2 separate regions of the Zea mays genome follow, and region 2 is linked to region 1. A link is a contact called in public Hi-C data. All regions are on one chromosome and are shown on one strand. The core of a region is the stretch at or near the end of the contact, and the rest is flanking DNA. Distances in the headings are between cores, read along the strand shown.

Region 1 (7,059 bases), core at 2,775-5,274:
AAAATACAGCATATGGTTGCATTGATATTATATGCAGTGCACATGATATGCATTGCAGGATCAGAAATTGGTAAAGAAGGTTAAGAAAATGGACTCTACCAGCAGAGACTTGTCAAGAAAATAATCAAATACCACCTTGCATCTGGTTGAATCTAATGGGACAGCTAGATTAGTGTCCATCCATGGACCATATCTGAAAATTCAGTAGTGATACACATCTTGTAAGTAACCAAGAAATAACAAAAAGTGAGAGAAGTAAATATTATAGGTTCTCAATGTGGATTAACCTGTTGATCATAAAGTTTGGATAAACAAAGGCATATAGAGCTTTTGTCCCTAAGCGATCGAAGTCATCTGGTTCTGCTGGTGCACTTTCACATCTTTGAACACTAACTCTTTCATATGTCTGCGAGAAATTCGTAGATGGTGCTTAATTATCCACCCTTACAAGGAACAGCGACTGAAACTGCTAGTCTGCTACAGAAAAAAATAACGTGGTACTTCACATTCGATCTCATATATAGAGTCTTGGTTAGATGTCTATGCATATGTCCATGTTGTATTCGTCTCATATACAGAGTCCTTGTTCTTCCTGTATCGGTGTATATATATTCGGGCCTAGTGCCCTCATATTGAATATAGTGCAATTCATAACACACTGTACTAGGATTAGAACTGGGACCATGGATGAAGGAAGACAAACCGAGAAAAGGGATTTACGGACAATACAAGTGTTTCATAGGATTGAAGCTGCAGACCCGATGCAAGATCCCCATGTGCGTATGGAACATGATATCCACCGTCTAGGTAATTGTCACAGAAGACCTGCATGAGAAATATAGAATAGTTTATAACATGTTTAAGAGAAACTCATTGCATTTGAGAGACACTTGATCAAATCGTTAGCCATGAAGTTTATCAATAATGAACCTTCCAGTTACAGTTGATAATATATTCTCGCCTGCAAATATGCGGCAGTGAAGTGTCAATGCCATTTGTACCCAACAGATCTGAAGCACTACCCAACCATTCATTTCCAACTGTGTCATAAACATTATCTTCAGTGGACTCATCATCAAATCTGATCAACACAAAAGGTCCCCAAGTAGCCACCTTGATTGGTATGAGACCAAAATCCTGTTTGCCAACACAAGCATTAGGTAGTGTTGTTGGGTTAATAAGCATATAGGCTGAGGAAAGAACTTGGCATATACATTCTTATTGAAGTTTTTAATTCCTGATATTCTTGTAGCCTTCAGAAGGGTGCCATCCAATCCATATGTCCATCCCTAAAAAGTTCCATGGCTAGTATCTCACACAACATGATTGAAATATAAACAGCTAGCTAAAGAAAAAATAACGTGGCTATCTTAGGATAACAAAGAAAGGAATATGTCAGCATAGAACCAAAGGACGAACCGTCTCTACAGGTTTTCCATCAAGGAACTCACATGGTAAGGGCACTGGAAGCAAGTCTTATGACCACTTCCACATGCAAGGAGTGAAGCATGATGTCGGCACACATTGTGGAAAGCATGAAGTTTCCCATTTGCATCCCGACATACGACAAATTCCACATTTCCCAGCCTGTTGCTTCATCTTATTAGATGAGTGAAGGTTAGCAGTCTCCAGCATAAATCACCATATTTAGAAGCATTTTGAGGTAGCAAAATTATTTATATATGTACGAAAGGCGTAGCAAAATTACTACTAACTGGAACTACTGAGGCATCGAAACAAGACGTAAGCACCTTCCTGTGAAGAAATCATTTGGGTTCTTCACTTGCCATATGTGACCTGGAAAAGAGCATTTGTAAATTTAAAAGGTGTCACGGAATGAGCATTCAGAGAGTAACTACGGATGCTGGCAGACTATGATGCGCAGATACTTCACAAAACTCACGTAATGGTGTCGGATAACGTATCGGATACGGATACCTCTCGGATACTTACGGATACGTACCGGAGAAATATCGGATATTTCTACAGATTTAAATAAATAAAAAAAGACGGATACTCCATGGATACCTCTCCGATACCTGCGGGATACGTCCCAACCCTAGTTCGTAGTATACACTCGTGCTCCTGTATCGCATAATCACTGCCCAAAGCCACCTCCCTGCCTCCTCTTGTGCGTCCCCAACCGCCGCAGTTCGTCGGTATGTGGCCGCCTCTGTTGTAGTTCGCCGGTCCGGTCGCCTCCACTGTAGTTTGCCGGTTTGTGGCCACCGTTGCCGTCACCCGTCAGTCACCGATTGGAGCAGCCGCCGGCGCGTCGCAAGGTCTGTGACCGTCAGCCTGCCAGTCGCCGGCGCGCAGTGAGGTCTGTGGCTATCAGCCTACCAGCCGTCGATTGGTGCCGCCGCCATGAGGTCTGTGGCTGCCGTTCATTGATTGGAGCCGCCGCCTGATGAGCCGTGGGCTCGTGGCTGCTGTCGCAATCGATATGTGGTCATCAGTTGCCGATTGGAGTTGCCGCCCGATGATTGGTGGGTCTGTAGCTGCCGCTGCCAGACTGTGGGTTTGTGGCCATTGTCGCCGATCCATGTCACAGTGACGCCCATCGATCCACAGGTCGACGTTGGTGTGTTTTGTGTCTGCCTGCACACCTTTGCCACAAATCAATCTGTAGGTCTGTGTTCTTATCTTCCCTTCTTGCTTCTCAAACTCCTTGCTTCTCAATTTGTTGACCGGTACAACTCCGGTCTTGTTAGATCCCATGGCAGCGACCAGCGAGTTCAAATGCTTCTGTTTCTGTATCTACTGAGGCCAGTGGCAGCGAAGGTAGTTTTGTACGTCGCTAATAATCCTGCTATTTATTTTTATTTATAATATATATTTACGTATCGTCGTATCAGTGTTTTTTGAGAAATGGTGTATCGGGGTATCGACGTATCACATATCCGTATCCCCGTGTCAGGGTAACATAGCTGGCAGAAGCTGAAACATGTGAACATGTAGATCAGTACATTTAGTGAACAATGTACTGAAGAAATAGTATGCGATGATAAATTATGGGTCGATCTTAAAAATACAAATCCTAACCAGCCAGTGTTACATTGCAGTACTAAACCTGGAATTCATGGGTAATGGATATACTTTTGTTTAGTTGAGCTCTTTCCGGTAGTAATAGATACTACTATCAATCCAATTATAACTACCATTACCACCGGTAAGAGATCCTATTACCATTCTCTTAATAACGTCTTAATAGTCGAAAGACAAAGCAATGGAAGCATAAGGCTCGAGTGCAAAAACCCGACCCTCTCACTCTCTCGGTCCCATCCACTCATCCAGTGATGGGAATGGATCACTAGCACGCCTGCTAATGGTGTGTTTGGTTTGTGGGCTAATGGTGTGTTTGGTTTGTGAAGTCATCCAATGCCTCATGAGGTGATGCATCATAAGTTAATTTCATCAATTTTGGTGAAATCAACCCACTTCTCATATATACTAATTATTAGCTTATGAGAAATAGGGTGGTGATGGATCGACTCATTCTATGTGAGGAGTGAGAAGAAGATAGATCACTTTATTCATCAAACCAAACACACCCTATGGTTCCAACAATCACTAACAGGTCATCTCCTAAGTCATGGCACTTGGCAGACGGACAATCTTCGGTGGAAATGGATTTTCGCAGCTCAAGTCGAGACGGGGGAATCGAGCCTACCGACAGCCTGCCACCCGCGGAAGAAGACGCTGTCGATCTCGAGCTGGAGAAAATCCGGGTCGGTGTACCACCCGCTCGGCGGCGTGACCGCGGAGTCCAGCGGGACCGCCGGGTCGAACTCCGCCACGAGCCTCCGCACGTGCTCGGCCGCAGGCTCGGCCGCGGCGGCACCGGCGCAGGGCGCCCGTGCGCCGGCGCGTAGAGGCATGGGGCGGGTGGCTCTGGCGGAGTATACCCCGGCGAGCGATCGGCCAGTCGCCATCATCGCCGTCGCCGGCCGGCACACGAGTGCGACAGGGGTCTGGTGGTGGTGGGTGTAAGGACTAAGGAGTGCGGTCCTTCCTGGAGGTCGTTAACGGGCGGATGGCGTTTGTTTCGCGGAAAAAACGATTAGACCCGTTCCTCCACTTCCCCTGGTTGGGCCGGCCCAGAAAGGGCCCAGTAATAATGTACCATTACTTCAGTGGCTGCACAGTCTCCTAAAAAACTTCTTTTTAGAAATTTATTTTATTTGCGAGTTGCTAAGATTTGTATTCACTTCTAATCACAAATATAAGCCCATATATTTATTCTATATACTACTTATTGAGGCTATAAGGGTAGCCTGCCTCTGGCTGTTCTGCCACTCGCCTCCCTCCCGCGCGGTGGCTGTTCTGCCACTCGCCTCCCTCCCGCGCGGCAAAAAAATGTGGTGTACAAGGTTCGAACTGTGACTGATTCTATAGGGGAGCCCACGCTTAACCAAGCCAACTACTGTTGTTTTGTGTTATGTTGTGGTTGTTCAATTTATTTCTACAGACAAACATTGTTTCTCTCCCAAGTCTCCTTTTACTACCCGAGACGGCCAAGCTGGTATCCCTTTAACGCGCCCTTTCGCCTCCTCGCTTGCTGCTTTTGTTTGTGATTAATTTTCCCAGGACTCTGAAACACTTCGTTTCTAGATCGCTGGTTACACTGCCCAGTGCGTCGTCCACATGGTCTGCATCGACTGTTTGCAGGGCCATTTATGGCCTATTGGCCTAAACTGAATAGGTTTCCGTTGTTTGCTGTTTAGGTGAACACTGGTCGTAGCTAGAGGGCGAGGCGCTCGATTGAATCTGAGCAACGAGGATGCCAAGATGTCGACTTGCGGTATGTGGTTTTGTTGTGTGTTAGCAGAAGTTATGTGTTTTTGTGGCTGTACGGGGCATATTTTTGGGGGTTTGGCAGTTGTGTGAGTGCAAAACCTGAAAGGGAGTAGGTGGGTTTCTTATGATTAACAAATTATTGTGATTTATGAATGGATGGTGTTGTATGATGAACTCTAGACTCTGGAGATGTCTCACTTGTTCTTACTAATTTAAGTTTGTGATTTGCAATGTTTTGTGGTTGTGTGTCTCGTTAGTTTGGTACTATGTCATCTGAGATGTAATGCCAAGCTTTTTTTAGTTTTTATCCCTTGCCAGTCAGGTTGTTGTGTGCCATTGGCATTAAGTATAGAATAGCTCAAGGACAAATACTTGTATTAAAATGCTAGGACCTTTTAGTTGCAGGATTCATGTGGGGTTTCGTGATGAAGTGATGCTTATGTTGTTATTTCTTTTGCTAATACAGTTGAGATCCACTGCGATTGGGTTGAAGACAAAGGATGGTGTTGTTCTCGCCATTGAGAAATGTGTGACCTCACCACTGTTGGTACTGAGTCACTTCTTATCTGGTCATAGTGTTAAATGATATGACTGCAAACATCAGGATATTTAATTAAGAACATTGCTTGCTGGCCAAACTTATTTTTGTACGATTATTCTATTAGTTGGTCTATGATTGAATTCTCATATTTCTTGTACAAGATTTATCTTTAGGTGGCTCCTCTTTCACACAGTTGTTATTTTGTTGGTGCAGCCCCACACTCTTGCAATTTTTTTGCAATATATTGTACCCCATCGGATGGAGTCTTCATGCAATTTTATGGCTTGATTACATGAATACTTTTATTTTTCTTATTTTTATCTTTTGTGTATCCGTGGATCAATCAATAAAGGCATCGATATGAGTATATGACTCTCGTTACCAAAGCCTAATAAATAGAAAAAAATAAAGAATAAAGGATCTAATTCATCTAAAAAAGGAGACATAAGATAGGTTTATTATAAAATATAATCGCATATCATCTGAAATTATAGGTTTATTGTTATCCAAAATAAAATCAGACCTTCCTACATTTTTTCGTTCCTGGATTGAGCAATGCTCCCTTTGCATATAACACACTTACACACATTGAGGTTGATGATAGTATATGTATTGTTTATTTATCGTTGCGTACTAACATTGCATCCAATATTTGTATGTTGTTGCAACACACGAGTATTATACTGTCATATATAGAAGTTTGTATGATATTGCAATATAGTGGTGAAATAACTAGAATAAAATAACAATTTATGTATGACTAGTATCATAAATGGATTACGAAACATTTTCTCATAACGGTATAACACATATTTGTACATGAGTTATCGTGTTATTATATGTTATCATGGTATTATATGTTCCTGTTGCAATGCACGGGCACTTCCCTATTATATTATTATGTTTTCTCTAGGAAATGTGTGGTTTTGACGAAGAAGCGAAGTCATATAAGGATCATAGCGTGATAGAGTTGATAAAAACATTAAATAATTGGCCTCAAATGAATTATTACATCACACTTTGCAAATTTGTAAGTCAGAATTCCTTTGATCTATATAGTTAAATAAATTGTGCAAACATATAATTCTAATGTCTCATGGTTTACAGGTTCTTATGCCATGGAGATACTCTACCGGCTATGTACTTTTCGTTATTAATCATGCAAACAAATTTGTGTATGTGTTTAATTTCACACCTACTCTAGAATGGTGCAAAGATATACCACTAAAAATATTTTGGGAAGCTATTCTTCTTATTTCGAAGAAATATAAGGATGTATACGGTGTCGAACGTATTGGATGGTCACATGACATTTATATGTGGCGACATTCAATTCGACCTAATGCTCCAATCGACTTAAAAGGGTAATTACTTAAAATTATTATGTCATATATATAGATGTTATGTTTATAATTTCATAATATAACAAAGTTGGTAACATTTTCAGTCTTAATACTGGTCATTTTGCTCTGCACATTATGGAGTGGTGGGACAATGGTTTAAAAGCGTAACTTAGTATGGTGAGAATAATAGCATATATGTAATTTGTAGTTAAGGATAATATTACTTATACCATTTTTACAGGATGGTACGACTCTGCGTAGGAATTTATTTATTGATCTGTTGACATACGAGGGGAACACATATCGATTTAACAGTCCTGGAAATATACAAGAGTACCTTGATCGTATTATGTAAAAAATAGATGAAATAGATAG
Region 2 (7,059 bases), core at 1,555-4,054, 250 kb after region 1:
AAGCCGGAGGCAGCCTCACGTACGCACGGCTCGATGGCCATGAAGCTTGCGACTCTGGCTCGGCTTCTTGGCAAATGAACCTTCGTCAACATGCATTGATAACAAGTTCATTGATACTTGCTCCTGCAGTTGTGCTACATCTATTCGATGAAATGCCCAAAAGCAAATTTTATGAGAAGTTTTATGAAACTTCATCATTTAACATTCCGTGGGGGAAAAACTTTCTTATCCTCACCCCCTATTGGAAGAAAAATAAATGTGATCGTTTTTATCAGCTTAGTCTATTCAAAGAAGTAGTTTTACGAGAAGTTTTATATATTACAGTGTCGCATCACATTTTTATGATAAAACACCATATTTATTAGAGTTAATTAGAAATATGTCACTTAAATTTTGAAAAGAAAGATAGAAACTAATTCATTTTAATGCCACTTTATAGCATTAAAACGAACTAATCATCTAATTTTGTAAAAGTTGTGTGCCACATATAATTAATCATATTTATTATGAAGTATTGTATATGAAATCATGCCAACTCAATTCCAAGGCATGGGAAAACTTATGAAATCACAGTTGAAAGTGATTTGTTTTATCTTCATTTATTTTATATATTTCTATTGGTCATTTAGATGTGACATTTTATTGCCAGTGTAGTCTATTTATCATATTTTCCAATTTTTAGAACCTTTTCAAAGTTTCAAAGTTCTGGATATTTTTTAAGAAAACAGCTAGAAAATCGTTATCGGTCTGGTCCATTAACGAGAAACCAGATCGGTTTTCGACAGGTTTTGTAATGCCTGCCGCCACCCAAACTATGTACCTCAACGGTCGATCGAGTATTTTTTTCTCTTTTGGAATAATTTGTAACTACAGACTTGGAATGAAGCTCTCAAATTCTTTTTACGATAATACAGTTGAATCCATTTTGATCATGCACTTCGTAGTTGATGGCTCTTCATGCCATGGAGTGTTTGGCGTCGACGACGCCCAGCATCAAGAAGAGGACCAGCGTGTCGAGGCCACTGCCGACCCGGGCGGCGAGACGCTCCGGAGGGCGAAGGAGATCGGCGACCACCCGTAGCCATAGCCATAGCCTCGTAAGCGCCCAAGAACGACCCCACTAGCCGTATTCGCCTCCCAGAGGCGGCGCCACTGGCGGCAAGTTGATGTAGATGTTCGTCCTGCACGATGCACCGGACATGGTAATTAATATTTTGCATCAGCAAACGTAACTTGCATGCATGTCAGCTGAATCCAGTTGCATGTCTCGTCCTACGCTAGATTCTTGCAGACGGTTGAGAATTTCAGTCTAAACTAGTGAGCTGAACTTTCGGGAAAGATGTAGTAAAATGATCTAGCTATACGTCACATAGATTACATATTACAGTGACTAATTAAAATTCAGTTCACTCTACAATGCCTGAAGACCGAAGATGCTACGTACTCTGGCTACAGTTTGCGTCTACGCATTTCGATTAGTTGTATTTGACGAGCATGGAATTCACTTGCTTTAGTTTCGAATCCAGTATATGAATCATTTTTTAGCACGTCGAGTGTTATCTGTCGACGCGTCGTCTCTGCCTAGAAATATATATATATATATGCTTATTATGTGTTCAATGAGCAATGGTGCACGCACACACAAGGTAGTAGCAGCAGGACGATAAATTTTGTCATTATACATAAACAGGAGATATAACTGACATAAAAAATGTACAAATAATGGTCACACAAGAACAAGATCCGGCCCTAAAGCACGTGAGGAGGAAGCCGAGCTCGAGAACCGCTGACGCTTGATGAGGTCTTAGTCCTATATCCTATTGGACCTCTCTCCATACGATGGGACACATGCATCTTGCATTGCTTCTGCTCCAACAGCTTCCCCTCCTCCTCCCTGATGGTTTGGATGCTGCGTCGACGCTTGACTCCATCGGCTTCTTGGTAACCCTCCCGTAGCTTGCGTTTAGTAGCCTCCATCTTCTCGCTCTCGGCGACAGCTGACTTCTTGGTCTCACTCATGTTCTTCTGTTGGTTCGATAGAATTGTTGCGGAAGGAAGCGTCTTTGCTGGTGGAACGTGCGGCTTCTTGTTGTGTACCTCGACAGCGGTGGCAGTGACGGTGGCGGTGGGAAGCATGTTTGCTGATGGTACGCGCGGCTTCTTGTTGTGTACCTCAACAGCAGCGGGAAGCGTCTTGGCAGACGGTACGTGCAGCTTCTTCTCGTGCACCTTGTCGACGGCAGCGCGTGGGAGCGGGATCTTATCAGCAGAGAGATTGTCGAGCTTCTTCTTCACCGCTACAGCAGTGGTGCAGGAGGCTTCGACGGCCACCCTCCACCCGCGCACGACGTCGCGCGCGAGGCTCCGGATCCGGAACGACCCGTGGCTGCCAAGGGCGCCGACGGTCCTTGCCAGGTCGCTGGACGCCAGCAGGTCGTACGGGACGGGCGCGACCAGCAGCGTCTTGAGGGATTCGACCATGACGTCGTCGAGCGCGGCGCAGAGCTGCTCGGCCACGCCGTCATCCGTGGCGCCGCGGAGCAGCACGACGATTTCGCCACGCACGTCCCGAAACTCGGAGCGCGGGTAGCCGCATGCCTCAATCACGCCGTCGATCGCCTCGAAAGCGCCGAAGAAAGGCCTCCACCTCCGCAGGGGAAGCCCGCTCTGCTCGTCGGCCATGGTAGCGGCGGCGGAAGGCGGATGCAGGCAGGCCGGCGGCGGGTAGGGTCGGCGGATGTGAGCAAGCGCGGCGCGGCGTAGGCGAACGGTGGACGAGCGGAACGGGTGCAGATTGATTGAACTGGGACCGGGAGAATTCGCACGCCTTGTTATATAGAGCTAGGCAGCTAGCTAGCCGTAGCCGTTGTCAGTTGTGCCACGCACGCGAATAGATAGAGACCGATAGATACCGGCATCGACATCGATCTAGCTAGACACGGGGACATGCATACGCTAGCTCCACCAGCCCTGTGCATGCATGCATGCATGAGTATTGAGTAGTATAGTTTGTTTCGGACAAGCCAGTGAAACTTAAAAAGTTATACATGGATTAATTAGTCTAATTAAGTTTAACGGGCCAAAGCCCAAATAAAAACACCATGCACGAAACGTAACAGAACGGAAATCTTTGTAGTGATGAAATAAATATTTATTCAAATATCAATTTTTTTATTACGAACAAATATGATATAGAATCCGCTATAAAGCTGTGTATTCTTGTTTTTAGCATTTAGCTTGTAAAGAGTCATAAAAGGTACTACTTAAATTTATCATATCATTTCTCAAATGATAGATGTAAAATTCAAATACAAAGTTAGATACAAATACAAATATTTTTTCACTTTTTTCGTTGCAGGGAGTAAATAACGCATAAAATAATTTATACGACATTTTATTCTTGTTTGTAATAATGTTCTTGATAGCATAATAAAAAATCAACACCAAATTTCATAGGGATCCTTTTAAAATACTAAATTGTCCTAAAAATTTAGATATCTACTTTCATCCCTAGACAATCATCAGCCCAGAGAGCGAGCATAACTTTCGTCACCACCATCCGTCCCAATATAATGCACATGGCTGAGGAGGGCTATAGATGAAATATACGACACACACGTGATACTAGAAGTAAATTCTAATAAAACTCTATGGATGCCGGTATAGCCATTTTAGGTGCATGTCTCATTGCTTTGTTGTTACATGCATTGATAACAAGTATGCAACATATATGCTACATGCATCGATAACATATTTAACCGTGTTGAAAAAAGAACTATTATTATTAGTTTATCGGTCTACAATATTTACTGAAGCAATGTTGGATCATCTTTGATGTGCACTGCTCTGATTGTGAAGCATCAGATGTATAGATGGCCAGCCGTGCCGGGCTAATCGGGCCGACCCGGAGCACGGCACGGCCCGTAGTGCCTGGGCACGGCACGACACGGGTGGAGCCGGGCCCGTGCCGGCACGGCCCGATAGGTAGTGTCGTGCTTGGGCCGAGCACCAGGCACACTGGACCGACACGGGCACGGCACGATTAAGCCCCAGGCACGGCTAGGCACGGCTACTGCGATGACCAAATATCCCGTCGCCCCCTCTCCTCTGGGCCCGCCTCGTCAGACACTCTCTCGCCTCGCCCGTTGTCTCTCGCGGTGTCGCCCTCGTTCTCTCCGTCTCCTGGCGATTTGGGGGCGATTCGACTCCGCCGCCGCCTCACCGTCCGACTCCGCCTCTCCACCTCACGGTCCGACTCCGGTAGGGTGCTCCACCGCTCCTCCTCACCGTCCCCCTGGCTTCCCCTCACGGCCTCACCTGGTAGCTGCTTGGCTGGTGCCTGGTGGTTTGGTCACGGCTTTGGTTACGGTAAGCTTTCTGTGTTCGTCTTCTTCAGCCTCTAGCCGACATCTCCGACGAGGTTGAGACTTCCTAATCTAGTGCTTGTTCTTGTGATCTGTGCTTGTGATCTGTGTTCGTACCCCGAACCCTAATCTACTCTACTGCCTTCTTGCTCTGTGATTGTACCCGTGAGGGACCGATCTGGTGCTCCGGCTTTGGTAAGTGCTTAATCTTGTGTTAGTTCTTGTGATCTGTTCTTGTGATCTATGTTTGTGATCTGTGTTCGAACCCTAAACCCTAATCTACTCTACTACCTTGTGTTCTGTGATTTTAGACGCCCGTGAGGGACCGATCTGGTGCTCCGGCTCTGGTATGTTCTTAATCCGGTGCTTGTTCTTGTGATTTGTGTATTGTAACTGGTGCTTGTTCTTGTGATCTGTGTACCAACCCTAAACCCTAATCTACTATAACACCTTCTCTGATTATAGCCGCCGTGAGGAACCGATCTGATGCTCCGGGTTTGGTAAGTGCTTAATCCAGTGCTTGTATTTCTAATCTGTGTTGGTTCAAACCCTAATCTACTCTACTACCTTGTGTTCTATGAGTTGATCCGCCCGTGAGGGACCGATCTGGTGCTCCGGCTCTGGTAAGTTCTTAATCCAGTGCTTGTATTTGTGATCTGTGTTGGTTCAAACCCTAATCTACTCTATTGTTCTGTGATTTTAGCCGTAAGGGACCGATTTGGTGCTCCGGCTTTGGTAAGTTCTTAATCTGGTGGCCTGTGCTCTGTGATCTGTGCTTGATGGCCAACGACGACACTGTGCCTGCCCAAACTGGTGGCAGTGAGGCTGCTGTTCCTTCAACTGAGCCGGAGCCCATCAACATAGATCCTGACAATGTTGTGGCCGATGCTGAGGCAGACACACCTACTAGTTCTCGGGTAAGAAATAGAGCTTCCACATCTGATATATGGTCTGGGAATACAAATTCTGTTTCTTTTGTTGCTGTGACATCTGATATATGGTCTGGGAATGCTAAAGAGGATTACTTGAGTGTTGTTGTACATTATGTTAATTCTGCATGGGAATTGGAAAAAAGGATAATAGGACTAAGGCTAATTGATGTCTCACATAGTGGTGAAAACATATCTGAGAGAATATTTGAGGTGTTAAAAGAATATGGTCTTAATGATAAAACCTTTTCTATAACCCTAGACAATGCTTCTGCTAATACCTCTGCTATGGGTAGACTTACTCCTCTACTTAGTGGTTATGTTGGGGATGTTTGCTTGCATCAAAGGTGTGCATGTCATATTCTGAATTTGATTGTTAAGTCTGGTTTAAAAAGGATTCAACCTTATCTAGAATCATTTAGAACTGCTATATCATTTTTGAACTCTTCTAATCAACGCATTGCTTTATACAAATCATATTGCATTGCTATGAATACATGTCCTCGTAAGTTTGGATTGGATATGGAGGTAAGGTGGAACTCCACTTACCTTTTGCTTAAGCATCTACTGCCTTACAGGAACACATTTGATGTGTTCATTCAAACTCACTACCCTAGAGCTGTAGGTGGACCTTTGCTTTTGTCTGATGATCACTGGTATGTTGCTGAAAAAATCCTGGTATTCCTTGAACTATTTTATGACTCAACATGTGTTCTATCTGGTGTCTACTATCCAATATCTTCATTGATGATGCATCATATAATTCAGATTGCTAAACATCTAAATTCATATGAACATGATAGATTGCTTGGAACTGTTGTTTTTCCTATGCAAACTAAGTTCCTTAAGTACTGGAGGGATATTCCACTTCTCTATTCATTTGCATTCATTCTTGATCCTAGAGCCAAATTGAGGGGCTTCAATAGAGTTCTATCTATTTTAGCTGGTGTCACACACCATGATTACTCTGGTTATTTAACTCTTGTAAGAGCACAATTAACTGAGGTATTTAACAAGTATGAAGCTAAGTTTGGTGCAGTGCCCTTAGTTAGACCCTCACAAACAACAAGGACTGGTAAGAAAAGGACTAACTGGGGTATGATATATGGTGATGATGATGATGATTTGTTTTCAACCCCAATTGGTGGAACAGGTTCTTCTTCCAACCCCACTCCATCTGCTTCTCTCTCTAGACACACTTCAGCTAGTGATTTGCTGCAAGCAGCAAGCAATTGTGCATCTCTTGGGGCTGGTTCTGAGTTATCAGCATATTTGGATAGTTATACTGTCCAGAAGTATGATGATGACTTTAATCTGTTGACGTGGTGGCAGGATCACAAGCTGACCTACCCATCTCTTTCTATGTTGGCTAAGGATGTACTAATTGTGCATGTCTCTACCATTTCATCAGAAAGTGCTTTCAGTCTCACTGGCAGGATTATCGAGGAGCATTGACGTCGACTGACCTCGAAGATGGTCGAGATGCTGACCTGCATCAAGGACTGGGAGGAAGGGAATGCAAGGACCCAACACACTGTTGAGAACAAAGAACTTGAAGACTCATTCTCTGATCTATATCTTGATGATGAACAAGTTCCAGTTAACACTCCAGGCTCCTCTCATGCATCTCAATCTTAGACACCTACTGATCCACAACCACATGTCGAAGACTGATCTTATTTAGCTAGTTTGATCATATTTCAGCTGATGTGCATGTAACTAAAATGTACACTGTAAACAATGACTCTCACTCTGTGATATGTAAG

The links. Hi-C and Micro-C count contacts between places; a contact is called where the count stands out from the background.
Region 2: a Hi-C map of ear shows a contact between it and region 1, with 2.5 times the contacts expected there. The contact joins the promoter of LOC100278611 here to the promoter of LOC778432 in region 1. A contact is called at or near these places in 2 of 25 Hi-C or Micro-C datasets (ear and tassel).

What each region holds. Positions count from the first base shown.
Region 1 is chr6:97,123,537-97,130,595 of Zm-B73-REFERENCE-NAM-5.0, forward strand. It overlaps LOC778432 (CMO protein), which reads right to left and starts at 4,025. Exons shown (of 10, transcript NM_001112456.2): 1 at 3,674-4,025; 2 at 1,752-1,797; 3 at 1,452-1,587; 4 at 1,215-1,289; 5 at 931-1,137; 6 at 730-825; 7 at 288-406; 8 at 100-193. The coding sequence starts at 3,938.
Region 2 is chr6:97,374,518-97,381,576 of Zm-B73-REFERENCE-NAM-5.0, forward strand. LOC100278611 reads right to left here and starts at 2,805. Exons shown (of 1, transcript NM_001151833.2): 1 at 1,659-2,805. The coding sequence starts at 2,682. The coding sequence ends at 1,750.